3 separate regions of the Hordeum vulgare genome follow, and regions 1 and 2 are each linked to region 3. A link is a contact called in public Hi-C data. All regions are on one chromosome and are shown on one strand. The core of a region is the stretch at or near the end of the contact, and the rest is flanking DNA. Distances in the headings are between cores, read along the strand shown.

Evidence for each region. Hi-C and Micro-C count contacts between places; a contact is called where the count stands out from the background.
Region 1: a contact with region 3 is called in a Hi-C map of seedling, with 6 times the contacts expected there. The contact joins the promoter of LOC123408823 here to the promoter of LOC123407608 in region 3. A contact is called at or near these places in 2 of 6 Hi-C or Micro-C datasets (leaf and seedling) and 1 of 1 datasets of contacts at active chromatin or transcription factors (embryo).
Region 2: a Hi-C map of leaf shows a contact between it and region 3, with 10 times the contacts expected there. The contact joins the promoter of LOC123411626 here to the promoter of LOC123407608 in region 3. A contact is called at or near these places in 3 of 6 Hi-C or Micro-C datasets (leaf and seedling) and 1 of 1 datasets of contacts at active chromatin or transcription factors (embryo).

The regions. Positions count from the first base shown.
Region 1 is chr7H:110,920,670-110,925,497 of MorexV3_pseudomolecules_assembly, forward strand. LOC123408823 (endoglucanase 17) reads right to left here and starts at 3,172. Exons shown (of 6, transcript XM_045101863.1): 1 at 2,822-3,172; 2 at 2,333-2,740; 3 at 1,980-2,234; 4 at 169-283; 5 at 1-43. The coding sequence starts at 3,034.
Region 2 is chr7H:110,968,594-110,973,341 of MorexV3_pseudomolecules_assembly, forward strand. It overlaps LOC123411626 (signal recognition particle 9 kDa protein), which reads right to left and starts at 1,454. Exons shown (of 4, transcript XM_045104590.1): 1 at 1,230-1,454; 2 at 1,059-1,127. The coding sequence starts at 1,301.
Region 3 is chr7H:111,421,220-111,425,711 of MorexV3_pseudomolecules_assembly, forward strand. LOC123407608 (ribonucleoside-diphosphate reductase small chain) reads right to left here and starts at 2,631. Exons shown (of 1, transcript XM_045100773.1): 1 at 1,093-2,631. The coding sequence starts at 2,330. The coding sequence ends at 1,311.

The DNA.
Region 1 (4,828 bases), core at 1,922-4,421, 500 kb before region 3:
ACGTGCTGCATGTTGCTGTTGCCCACCTTGAACAGCAGGCCACCTGCATCGTCGATATTCAGACGGTTCAGAAAGGTTCTTCTCCACAGGCTGAACTACATGACACATACATCAAGCTAAATTGTGTGGAAATTACACTAGCCATGGGGTTGGCAATGGGAGGTTGACCTGGGGAGTACTCGATCTGGGGGTGGTTGGAGATCCCCGGGAGGAGGGTGCAGATGAAGTTGTCGGCGTTCACCTGGAACGACTTGAAGAAGGAGTCCTTGCCCATCAGCACCTCCTACACAGCCAAACACCACAGCAGCAGATCCCACCATCAGCGACCAGCCGAATCACTAATCCAACATTTCATCAGTAGTGCTACTAATGATAAGTGAAAAATGACAGTGGCTTTGGCACATCCCGCTACGATCGAGGCCCGTGAGCACGGTACTGAAAAGTCGCCCACAGCGCACTGCCCGATCCCCACTGTTCGCCTGTTTTACAGCACGGCACACGACCCCATGGGCAGACCGGGCCGGGCCAGGGCCAGGGCCAGTGTGTACTGACGACCGGGACAAACATGCTCGCCTGCCTGCTTTGATCCACTAACCAGCCTATCATCACTGGCAGCGCTGATAAAAATATACTAGTAGGTTTTGGTTAACCTATCCACATAGAATCTGGCCCCAACCAAGGTCCAGCAACGTGCAGTGGGAATCTAGGATACGTTCCAATGAGGCACCCAATAATGCACACATGCTGCGCCAATCTATCTAGCCAGCCAGCCAGGCATGTGAATATGTGATGAGTACACTCTGCCACGGTGTGAGTAGCCATCGCTGATCATACGGCCATGTGGAGTGCCACGTGACAGCCAAGGATGCCAGAAAGTGCTGAATGTCTGTGTAGTCGGGCCAGAAGAATCGAGTCAGCTCACATGCTGATGCGCCGAACAAGTATTGATGCATCATAAACCCCAATGGAGAGAACAAATGCATATGCTCAGCCCGCACATATGTTCGATCTCATTGCCTAATCACCCACTGTGATGTACATCACATGATCTGCTAAGTTTTGTTATCCTAGCAGCCTTGGGACAATTATTCCTCGCCTCTGACAGTTAATCCAGACAAGACACAAGAGAACGCAGGTCATCACCCAACATGGCGTGCACGTTCAAAGGAATATCTGGTGAGTATATAGCCTCTAGGAAACTAGTATCATGATATCGAGCCGACCTTTCGTCTGATCTTTTAAAATTGCTTTTGGGCCCTAGCACAACCCAGCCCCACATGTCTGTCTTGGTCAAAAGAGCAGAGCGCGCGTGCAAAGGTTCCCCTCATGGCCGGCCTTCCAGCCCATGCATGCTCTTGCTTTACTACGCGAGCAGAGTGCCCTGCTCTCCAAGCACAGAGAAATCCTCTAGTTTAGTATATCTGCTACGGCTAATTAGTAAGAGATGCATATTCACACTGATTGTCAGGATGGCACGTCTCAAACTTGACGATGGCATGCCAAGACTGCGCATTGCCCGCTGCGGCTACCGAAAAGAAAAGATAAACTAGCACTCGTGAAAAAAAGGCGGGAAGCCGGCGCATGTGCGCGCCGCTGGGCACCAGAGGACTAGTGTCGTCGTTGCTCTTGTGTTTGTGTGTACACAAACCGAGCAGAGCAGAGCAGGGCAGAATCACGCAATGACACACGAGAAGCGGCCAAAACAGGGTCAGGCATCCCTGCGTCGACGCATCATCCTAGAGTACCTGGCTATACTACTTCACACTCTATACCATAGGTCAGCACAGCAATGCAGTGGTGGAGTGGCCGTCATGGCTAGTCAGCAACGTGCAAGAATCAAGTGCACCTACTGTGTGGTCTGTGTTACACCAAGTACAGTAACATACCCTACTACTCCTAGTCAACAGGAACATGCATGTATGTCCGTAATCTAGGAGTAGCCTAGCAGGAATGAAATGTGCATGGTACTACTGTAGTACCTTGGAGATGAGGATGTTGATGCCGGCGTGCTTGTTATCCCAGCCAAACTCGTTGATGGAGTCGCTGGCGCCGAGCGCCACCTCGTTCTTCTTGATGTAGTCGCGGTACACGCGCTGGCGCGACGCCTTGTGCAGCCACGCCGCGCCCCACAGCAGCTCGTCCTGGTAGCCGTCGTAGTCGCAGTAGCAGGGGCACACGGCCGAGTACAGGCTGCTGCTGTACGCACCACGGTACTTGTCCGCGAACTCGAACACCTTCTCATCGCAACCAAGAAGAAGAAAAATGAACATACATACTTATGTCTAATCGACGTGGCAGGTACGTGATGACGAGGCGGCTTTAATGCACTTACGGAGATGGCGCGGTCGAGGAGGCGCTTGGAGTAGGCGGGGTCGGCCTCGCGGAAGACGATGGAGCCGGCGGCGAGGGCGGCGGCGGTCTCGGCGGCGACGTCGGAGCCCGGGTGCGCCGGGTCGACCTTGTAGACGGTGCGAGGGGTGTCCATGTCCTCGGGCCGCTCCCAGCACGAGTGGTCGCGGAAGGCGTCCCCCACCTGCACGTACACTGTGTTGGGCGTCGCCGTCGCCTTCATCAGGTAGTCCGTCGCCCACCGCACCGCCGCCCGCGCCTCCCCGCCGTGCGACCCGAAGTTCTTGCCGAAGTCGATCAGCCCCCACGACATGAGCGTCGTCGTGAACGCCATCGGGAACCCGAACTTGACGTTGTCCCCCGCGTCGTAGTACCCGCCCGTCAGGTCCACCTACGCACGCACACCGCCGTGTTAACAATCAATGCAATGGAGCGCGAAAGAAGAGGAGGCGGTTCTAGTGGTGTCACTCACCCCGGCGGTGGCGCCGTCGTTGAGCGCGGAGTCGCGGCGCCAGCGGACGCGCTGGTCGGGCGGGAGGCGGCCGGAGCGCTGGCCCTCGAAGAAGAGGATGCTCTTGTGGAGGGCGTCGCCGTAGTTGTGCTGCGCGACGGCCGCCGTCGACAGGAGCAGCAGCAGCAGCATTGCCGCGGCCGCCACCATTGCCTTCCTCGCCGGCGACGCCATTGCAATCGCCTCGCTAGGTAGCTAAAGCTAGGCTTCACCGGTGTTGATGGGCGGCAGTTTAGTCGGTTGGCGCTGTGCGTGCGCGGCGGTTCGGGCGCTGGACTGCTGCTGCACTGGAGCGGCGAACGGCAAAGGATTTAATAGGGGGGGAGAGGGGGGTGGCCAGGTTTAATGGCATGTGAGGGCGAGGCTCCATGTGAGGGTGTAGCCAGAGAGGGAATGGGATGCTGGGGGCGGAGCCAGTCGCGGCGCGACACGTGCGCGTGGCAGCGTTGCGGCGCCCGGGGCGAGGACGAGGGCCGCGGCGTCCGTGGAACTGGTCCTTGTGGACGCTGCCGTGGACCGTGGTCGCTTCCGGTGCCAACCAAGGGCTACTGCCATTTGGGATTGGGAGCACAAAAGTGGTGTACCAAACCCTCAGAAATGCCTGTCTTGGGACCGATCGATATAACTTTTCTTGGAATCTCCATGGCTTCGTCCCTAATACAGTACCTGTATTCACGTGCAATCATTGGTTTACAACCTTGCAACATTTTGGACACAAAGAATGAAAAAAAAAGAGCAAATTGCAAACCTCTCACAGATGAAGAAAGTGGCTTGTCACTTTTTCCGGTTTTATCACTATGGACATTTTGGACATAAAGAATGCAAAAAACTACTTTTTCAGTTTTATCACTATAGTGCAATTTCTACGCAACTACCAATTTCCACATTTCAAAAGCCCGAAAGATGCACAATAAATCATCATTAGACTTAGCAACGAATGTGGGAAAATTAATTTCATGACCAACATTGTCATAACAAGAAATATCGGTTGGACAAAAAGTATAGGACCCAAAACAGTCATTGCAAGTGTTACATCATTTCACATCAAACGTCTGTACTCCCTCCGTCTAATGAAGAGTGTACGTTTAGCTTTAAAAATTCTTCATAAAATAATATACTTTTATCTTTTCAATGCACTATAAAATAGAAAGAAATGTATCTCTCTTATCACACGGTAATCAAGACCAATAATATTTTACACATAGTCCCCTTAATTTCTACATGTACTTAGTTCATTGGGGGTTGGATAATTAAAAAGAAGAGAGATGATTACTTGCACTTTTTCAATGCATTTTTGCTTCACTTTATAATTTGTTCTAAAATATCTATATGTACAATTTTCATCGGACAGAGGGAGTATACAATAACGTGTGCTCTCAGGGAAAACAGTGGGAGGAGAATCTCTTGATCGCCCTTGTGAATTTCATGAGGGTAGGCTAGCTAGGATAATTATGATGCATAATAGAGTATTACTTAAGTATTACTATAGGTTCATAGACTTAGGCCTTGTTTGTTTAAAAAGTCTTAGGACTTTTTTTAGTCTTAAAGAGAAAGTCCCTAGTACCTACGTGTTTGGTTCCATGTCTAAACATGGACTAGAGGTTATTAAATTACATACTAAAAGACTATGTTATCCTTATTAATGGACCGGAGGTTACTAAATGACATGCTAAAAGCAGGACCACTGTTGGAAAAAGTCTCAATGTTTCAAAAATACTCTTCCTTAGGGACTTCTTTATTTAGTCTCAAATGTCCACTTTTAATCCTTAAAAGTCCCTTATGTTTGGTTTTACATTAAAAAATCCCTGTAAACAAACACCTCCTTACTCTAAGGCTAAGTTCCTACGAAAAACGGTCTTGTTTGCTTATACATAAAGCTACAAGCTTATGGTCGCTAAATGGATTAGGTTGAGACGTGCATTTTTCTTCTAAGAGCATTTATAACCGTATTTGATAAATTTGAATCCT
Region 2 (4,748 bases), core at 204-2,703, 450 kb before region 3:
AAAAACATTTAAGTATGAGCTTAATAAAATCGTTCTTCAGGGTTAAGCTAATCACATACCAAATCCACATTTGATGATATATACAAAACTAAGGCCCAGTTCTTTTCCTGGCAGAACATTTAAGTATGAGCTTAATAAAATCGTCCTTCAGGGTTAAGCTAATCACCCAGGTTCTCCCAGAATATTGTATCCCTATGTTTTTTACAATCCTAGCTGTTCACATCCTAACTAGATAGGATTGTAAAAAAAATATGGATTCAAGATTCTGGGAGAAACTGGATTGAGGGTCGATTCTCAAGATTATGGGAGAATCGGCCAAAAGAACTGGGCCTAAGTAATTTTCTAGATGAAGCGAGGAGAGGGATATCATATACAAGTTTAAGTGGTTTTCAGTCTGTACTATATATTTTCCTGGCTCAAATCCATACAACTAAACATGTACTCTGCAGTCTGTACTATCTGTTTTCCTGGCTACGCATTCATCCAGGAACAGATAAACTTACTAGTGGGCACAAGAGTACTTTCGTCATGCACAACAATGATTTGCTTCAATTAGGAAGGAAAAGCACATATGCCCACCCACACTAGTGTAACTACTGTGAACTAATGCTAACGGCTGCTAAGGCTTTTATGGCAAAATCTCCTGGGTTTATGATATCAAGCAGACATTTCGTTGTAATTGGCATCTCACTATCTTTCTTGACTTGAAAATAAACTTGAGATGAATTCTATGTTTACAGGATGATTGTAAAATCAAAACTCCTCAAAAGAGAGATCAGTTTTGCTTTCTGTTAATGCTGAACGATCTAACTGCTGTAGTATTTTATCGAGCCACTTATACTATACCAAGCTATGCTACGTCACAAAATTCAATACGCAACACTGAACCATCCCACGCAATGCATGACCTACAATAACGCTCGATCGGCTCAATCCCTAGCTGTAACACGCATCTCGTAGTGACACGCGTGATCGGGACCTAAAACACACACTTCCTGATCATGAATTTGGAGTCAATCCCCAAATCTGGGCAAAACAAAGAAGCCTGGGCGCCGTACCTCGCGGTCGTCGGTGACCTTGAGCACGAGCTTCCCGTCGCAGTGCCGGTACTTCATGCAATAGCGAGTCTGCACACATGGGCAACGGATAACGGATTAGATCGAGATGCGGGCAGGGGGAATCGGGCATGGGTGGACGAGGGGGGAAGGAGGGATGGGGTCCCGGCGTACGGTGATGGGGTCGGCGCGGAAGAGCTGCACGGACCGGTCAACGAACTCGTCCCAGGAGTCGAAGTACACCATCGCTGCGGCGGCGCTGGCCGGAGGCTAGGGCTTCGCCGCGGTGTGGCGTGGTCTCGTCGGGATCTGGGGGGTTTGCTGGGAGGAGTCTGCCGCGGTTTGAATAGGGCTGCGTTCGCTAGACTGCTCCCTTGGGTCCGGTTCGGGGCTGAACTTGTGTTTGGAAGGGCGACGGGTAGGGCTTTAGGCTGTGTTTGCGTTTGGTTCCGCTTTTCTTACAAACTTCTGTTTTAAAAAAGCTAAGAGCAACTTTAACATGCCGATCCAAACGGTCACGTATTTTATTCGCTTTTTGTTTATTTGAGTCGGTTAGACCAACATGCGCACCCGCATTTTTATAAGGACTTGAGCGCCTAACGAAAGGCGGACCCAGATTTACCTATATAGAAAAAAACAGATTTCACAGAAATAAACATAATTAAACATAATGGCAGGTTAACCGCCGGTCAAAATCCACTTAAACCTAATTAAACATTAAATAAAACATAAAAAAGTCGGTGCCCCCACGTTGCCCTAGACGTCGTCGGCGTTGCCCTTGCCCTTGACGTCGCCATCGTCGTTGGTGAGGTCGATGAAGACGGGAGTCGGGCCAGTCCACCCGAACGCCGCTTGGTACGCTGCAAGGGTAGCCTCCTCCGGCGTCTGCTGGGGCACCGACATTGCGGCTCGCTGGGCGCGCTCCTCCTTCTCCCCCCTCCTCCTCCTCAAGTTGCAGTGCCTCCGCGTCGCAGCGCACCTGCTGCTCCCGAAGCAACTCCAACAGGACGACCCCAAATGGACAGTGTTTTTGTCCGTTTTTTGTTCGTTTGGGTCGTCCGTCGGCCTGTCTGTGTCTATTTTTTTAAATGGATTGACACGTGCATCCAACGGAAAGCAAGTGTGCAACAACATTGTGGTATTGAAATAATAGGAGAGAGGCGGGTGGGATAGGCGAGCGAATTAAATAAACACACATAGGTAAGTGCATGGTTGTGTGACAAGTAGCCAGGCCGGACACATGCAGACACCGAGGAGACGCGCGCGTCCGCGCCGACACATTTCAGTCCCAAATTTGAGCTAGAAATGGGTCGGCACGGACGCGAAGCGGACACATTTTGGCAATGGGTTCGTGCGTTGGGCCATCACTTTTTCCGTCCGGACCCAAACTGATGTCGGCGGATGAAATGGGTCGCCCCATTGGGGTTTCTCTTGGAGCATCTCGACCCGCGCCCCCAACAGGCCCTTCGAGGTCATTTTTTTCGCCAGCGAGGGAAAAACGTTTCAGTCGCGTCTCCAAGAGCCGTTTTTTCGCTGGTTAGGGCCGAAATTGGCTCCGGCGGTCCCAGCCCGAACCGACCGCATTGGGGAGGGGGGCACCTGGGGACGCCGGCGAAGGAAAAACGACGCGACATGCCCCGTGTCAGGCGAAAAAAGGCCTTTTCTTCTCCGGAACCGCCCCTAGCGAACCACGCCTTTAGCCACCGTGCCGATTCCGGTGCCGCCCACCTGCCTACCGCCGCTACAAAAGGCCATCTCCCTGTTGACGGTCGTAAGGTTCGTCGCGGCTTCGCTCCCTCCCCCGTCCCCCGCTTCTTAGCGAGTTTTCTTGGCGCTCCGGGCACGTACGCGGCCGCGTGTCCGCCACGCTCGCCAGGTGTTTGGCGATTTGCCTGGGCGATGGACTCCGATGATGAGGAGGCGTTCACGACGCTACTAGAGGAGAAAGCTGATGCTGACGCCCAGGATGAAGAGGACCTCATGGTCCTCACCTCTCTGACCGACCTGTTCACGAGCAATGCAAAGCGACGGCGAGGTGGCTCTGTTGGTGAACGTTGCATAGGAAACGAAAAATTTCCTACACACACGAAGACCTATCATGATGATGTACATCCACGAGGGGAGATTTGGATCTACGTACCCTTGTAGATCGCACAACAGAAAGCGTTAAGAAACGCGTTTGATGTAGTGGAACATCTTCACGTCCCTCGAACCGCTCCACGAACCGTCCCACGAATCATCCCGCGATCCGTCCCACGATCCGTTCCGATCTAGTGCCGAACGGACGCTACCTCCGCGTTCAGCACACGTACAGCTCGACGATGATCTCGACCTTCTTGATCCAGCAAGCAAGAGGGAGAAGTAGATGAGTTCTCTAGCAGCGTGACGGCGCTCCGGTGGTGGTGATGATCTACTCCTGCAGGGCTCCGCCCGAGCTCCGCAGAAATCCGATCTAGAGGTAAAACTATGGGGTCTAGGGTTGAGTTGCATGTGGCAAAAGTTGTCCCAAATCAGCCCTAAAACACCACTATATATAGGAGGGAGGGGGAGGGGCTTGCCTTGAGGGCCAAGCCCTCAAGGGGTGCGCCGGCGCTATGGAGGAGGAGGACTCCTCCTCCAATTCGGTTTTGGAAGGAGGAGTCCTCCTCTTCCTTCCCACCTCCCAATTTCCCTTTTTCTTTTTCTTTTCTTTTGGTATTTCTTTAAGTGGCGCCATGGGGCCCTTGGGCTGACTCCACCGGCCCACTAGGGACTTGTGGTGCCACCCTATGGCCTTGGGATCACTCCCGGGTGGGTGGGCCCCTCCCGGTGAACTCCCGGAACCCATTTGTCACTCCCGGTGCACTATCGGAATTGCCCGAAACTTTCCTGTAACCAAATGAAACCATCATATATATCAATATTCATTTCCGGACCATTCCGGAAACCCTCGTGACGTCCGTGATCTCATCCGCGACTCCAAACAACATTCGGTAACCACACATATAACTCAACTATACTAAAACATCATCGAACCTTAAGTGTGCACACCCTGCGGGTTCAAGAACTATGTAGACATGCCCCGAGGCACTCCTTGTTCAATATCCAATAGCGGGACCTAGATGCCCATATTGGATCCTACATATTCTCCGAAGATCTTATCTGTTGAACCTCAATGCCAAGGATTCATATAATCCCGTATGTCATTCCCTTTGTCCTTCGTTATGTTACTTGCCCGAGATTTGATCGTCGATATCCGCATACCTATTTCAATCTCGTTACCGACAAGTCTCTTTACTCGTTCCGTAATATAAGATCCCGTGACTTACACTTAGTCACATTGCTTGCAAGGCTTGTGTGTGATGTTGTATTACCGAGTGGGCCTCGAGATACCTCTCCGTCACACGGAGTGACAAATCCCAGTCTTGATCCATACTAACTCAACGGACACCTTCGGGGATACCTGTAGAGCACCTTTATAGTCACCCAGTTACGTTGTGACGTTTGATGCACACAAGGTATTCCTCCAGTGCCAGTGAGTTATATGATCTCATGGTCATAGGAACAAATACTTGACACGCATAAAACAATAGCAATAAAACGACACGATCAATATGCTACATTCATAGTTTGGGTCTAGTCCTGTCGGTGAATACTCACAACATAAGCCATGGGTAGGCTAAAGATGGTGGGAACCGAAGTGGCACCGGAGGA
Region 3 (4,492 bases), core at 1,381-3,880:
TTAGAATGTTAGTCGATCGCTCACCGTTGGTCCATTGCTCAATCCATAAAAAATGGCTAGCCCTCCGCTCAAGAAAAAAAGTACCTATTCCAGAAAACAATACAGTAATAATAATTATAAGTCCAAAAAAGTGGTCGAGCACTACGCCGAACAGATGCTCTGCTTTCCCCGTTTTCGCCGGGAACGCGACCCGCGCAGCGCGCTTCGATCGAGCGAAACCATTTCGGCGCCACCGGTTCCCGCCGTCTCCCTCCGCGTTTGGTTTGGTTTTGGTCTGGTGTGCGCGGCTGATTCTCCAGAGCAGCAGTACTACTGCTACAAAGACACTGAATCTTCGTACAGCCATAACCGAAGCTTCGTACAGCCACGGAAGTTCCAGTCTTCCAGATCAGTCGCGGCAGTACGGTTCACCGCCGACGTGGGCGCACGGCCGCCGCTGAAACATGAGGTCACGTTTGTGGCTCGCTCTCGCTCACAACAAAGTGCGTGTCAGTTGTCGCGCAAACCTGCATTAGACATGACATTTTGATGTACTGTACTGGTGCAGTAGTACTGCGCAGCCCATATCACCGTTCAGAGGGTCTTGCTTTTGGGCCCAAAGTTACCGCCCAAGATCTCGTTTTCCATACGGTATATTCCTCCGCTACGTAACAACCAAGTAAATCCAAGCGACTCCGGTATCGTACTCCAATTCTGCGACGAAGCAGACAAGATTTCGCGCAAAAAATCCAAGATTTCGTGCACAATAGTGGGGCCGAGACAGCACTCACGTCTGGCGCGCCGCAATCGGGTCACAGACAATTTTGGTCCCCGCTGAGCCCCTAACTAAAACCCTACCTAATCCTTGAGAACCCTATCCACCGAGGCATTCCGTCGAACGCCTTGCGCGCGCACGGGGTGTCACGCGCATTTCGTCGAACGCTATGCGCGCCCATGGACCGGCAGGCGCATTTCGTCGGACGCCGCCATGGACCGGCAGGCGCATTTCGTCGGACACCGCCTGCGCGCCCACGGACCGGCACGCGCATTGCATCGAACACCATCTGCGCGCCCGCAGGTTGGCATTCTTTTGCAGAGTCATTTCCACGAACATGAGCAGCAGATGATGTTTATTTATTCAGAAGTAATAGCTTTGATTCATTACAATACATCAGTACATCACCAACAAGAACCAGCGAAATAACAGAAAATAAAAACATTGTGGAGCACCCGTCACATGTATCACTGCTACTATTACTATGACTACGGAGCAACCAGACGCGGCCAGCGAGCCATTGGTAATGGAGACTGCATATCATCAGAGTGACTGATCAGAAGTCCTCGTCGATGCTGAAGACGTGCTGGGTCGCGGCGCCGCCGTTGAGGTTGGACATGACGGACGCCTTCTGGTACTCGCCGACGCGCTTCTCGAAGAAGTTGGTCTTGCCCTGCAGCGAGATGAGCTCCATCCAGTCGAACGGGTTGGTGGCGTTGTACAGCTTGTTGCAGCCCAGCGCCATGAGCAGGCGGTCTGCCACGAACTCGATGTACTGGCTCATGAGGTCGCCGTTCATGCCGACGAGCGCGCAGGGGAGCGCGTCGCAGACGAACTCCCTCTCAATGTCCACGGCCTCGGAGACGATCTCGAAGACGCGGGACTCGTCCAGCTTGCCGCGCAGGATGTCGTAGAGGAGGCAGGCGAAGTCGCAGTGCAGGCCCTCGTCGCGGGAGATGAGCTCGTTGGAGAAGGTGAGGCCCGGCATGAGCCCCCGCTTCTTCAGCCAGAAGATGGCGCAGAAGGAGCCCGAGAAGAAGATGCCCTCGACGCAGGCGAAGGCGACGATGCGCTCGGCGAAGCGCTCCCCGCCGTCGATCCAGCGGAGGGCCCAGTCGGCCTTGCGGCGAACGGCGGGGATGGTGTCGATGGCGCGGAAGAGGCGGTCCTTCTCGACGTCGTCGCGGATGTAGGTCTCTATGAGCAGCGAGTACATCTCGGAGTGGATGTTCTCTATGGCGATCTGGAAGCCGTAGAAAGCCCTGGCCTCGGCGACCTGCACGTCAGACATGAACCTGGAGGCGAGGTTCTCGAGCACGATGCCGTCGGAGGCGGCGAAGAAGGCGAGCACATGGGAGATGAAGTGGCGCTCGTCGTTGGAGAGAGTCGTGTCCCAGTGGCGCGCGTCGGAGGAGAGGTCCACCTCCTCGGCGGTCCAGAAGGAGGCCACCGCCTTCTTGTAGAACTCCCAGATCTGCGGGAACCGGATGGGGAACATGGAGAAGCGGTCCGACGACTCCGCCAGGAGCGGCTCCTCCGCGTCGCAGGCGGGCACCATCGAAAGGGCGGCAGGCATCTTCGAAGCTCCGGCGGCGGCGCTGGCCTCGATGCGGGGAAGGATTTGCGCGTGGGGAATTGGGAGATGGGACTGGCGGTGGTTCTGGTGTGGGGGAATGGAGCGGGGGGCGGAGGAGGTTTATAGGATGGGGATCGGGAGGGAAGATTTCGAATTGGGATGGATTTGGCGGCTCCTTGGGAGGGAAGGAGGAGCGGGGCGCGGGCGGGGACGCCGTGCGGCGGAAGATTGGGGAAAAAGTTTGGATTTTGCCGGGTGATTTGAAGTTTTCGGGGGGGAGAAAGGAGGGAGAGATGGAGGGAACCGGCGACAGAGGGTGTGATTACTCACGTGGTGTTAATTTTGGGGAGTTAGGTTTCGCGTGAGCGAGCGAGGGCGTTTTGGTAAAAAACGGGGGTAATGGAAGTATCTCGTGACTGGGCTTTGTGCTTGCTTTGGGCTATGATTGACTCGCTTATTCAGTTATATGTATGGTGTGGCCCGGCTTGCCTCCACACAAAAAAATGATGTGGCCTGGTGACTGTGTGAAATTCGGCTTATTTTGTTGTTTTCGGGCGTGCTCGGTCCGAATTCTACTTGGCACCTTCAGCTCCAAACAGAGTGTATTCGGTACGTGGCGCACACCCTCTCAATCGAAAACGGACGGCTCATTTATTAGCACTACGTACTACTACTATAGTAGTAGTAGTCTTTCTCTTCTCGCTTTTTCTTGGCCTGGCCTGCTATGTTTTGCTTCTGTCTGCTTTCAGGCCGGTTTTGGCCTGGGTTTTTGTGCTTTTTTACTTGTTCCATTTTAAATTTCATGATTTTTTTTGTTTTTCAAATTCTTTAACTATTGCCAAATTCATGATATTTTTTCTTAAATTCATGAACTTTTTCAAAGTATTGTTTTTAAATTCATATTTTTGTCTCAAATTAGACAACTTTCTCCCTCAAATATGTAAAAACAAATTAAGAATTGTGAACTCTTTTCAAATCTGTTAAGTTTTCTAAAAATTTGGGAACTTTTTTCCCATAACTTATTAACTTTTCCTAGATAGGTGAGTTTGTTTCCAATGTCTATGAACTTAAAAAACATATTTATGAACTTTTTGTAGATCCACGTATTCAAAAAATGTAAAAAAAAAACAAAAACAATTCATGATTTAAAAATCCCAAGAAATGTGATTTTTTCGATTATTTTTCCTCAAAGTCTGGCCAGTCAACAAGTTGACCTGTCATCCGAGCGAACGAAAGGCTGGTAGCGATAAAGTGAGCGAACTTCTCGGGCAGTTTGGTCGGCACACATGGGAGGCGCACGTGTACGCTGGTTCGAACACCCGGCACTCAAAGCCCCGAGTAGGAGGCCTCCGTGTTGAGCCCAATCCAAAAAATAGTTGTGTATCACAAGGACCTACTCACAGTACCTTATGGGGTGGTGGACTTATCTCAAGCAGATTTGGGTCTCATTCTTTTTGCGACGGATTCTACATAATCAAGATTCTTGGGAATTCTACCATAATCTGCTTTCCACATAATCTGTCGTATAGTTATTTTCTGAGGCTGCGGTTTGAGATTATAGATTGAGTTTGTGTGCTAAAAATGTGTAGCTTAGAACATTATCTACTTGAATACGAGCATGCGAGCATGAAAGTGATTTATGAAAATCAGAATGTGCTAAACATTACAATTAAAATGTCTTTAAAATTTTGTTCGTTACAATAAGGGATGAACTACAGATATATCGAATAATCTCAAGGTACGAGACTGACAGCAATAGCCTCGCGTGTTGCGATCATGAGACCATCAGCTTGTGGTGGTAGAGTGTTGCCATCGATAAACAGCAATGGAGGTTGCACATATGCATCATTGTCAAATTTGTCAAATTGCTAATCATGTAACATGCTATCACGAATCCAATTGTGAAGAACATGCATACAGTGACAATCATCCTTTGGGGCTCCGGTTTATACCGAGGTATGCCTCCGAGATTTCGCCATCAGATGCTCTTTCAATAAAGTTTCGCAAAAAAGAATGACAATGGTTGAAGGCCTCCTGTCTCCCAACCAACGGGTGTTGTTGGAAATCTGATAGATGGTATTGTTGCCCTTTGTATGGCGATGTTGGGTGTCTGGACTCCACAAGGTAATATCTAGCTATAGGAGGGCATTAGAAGTCATTTG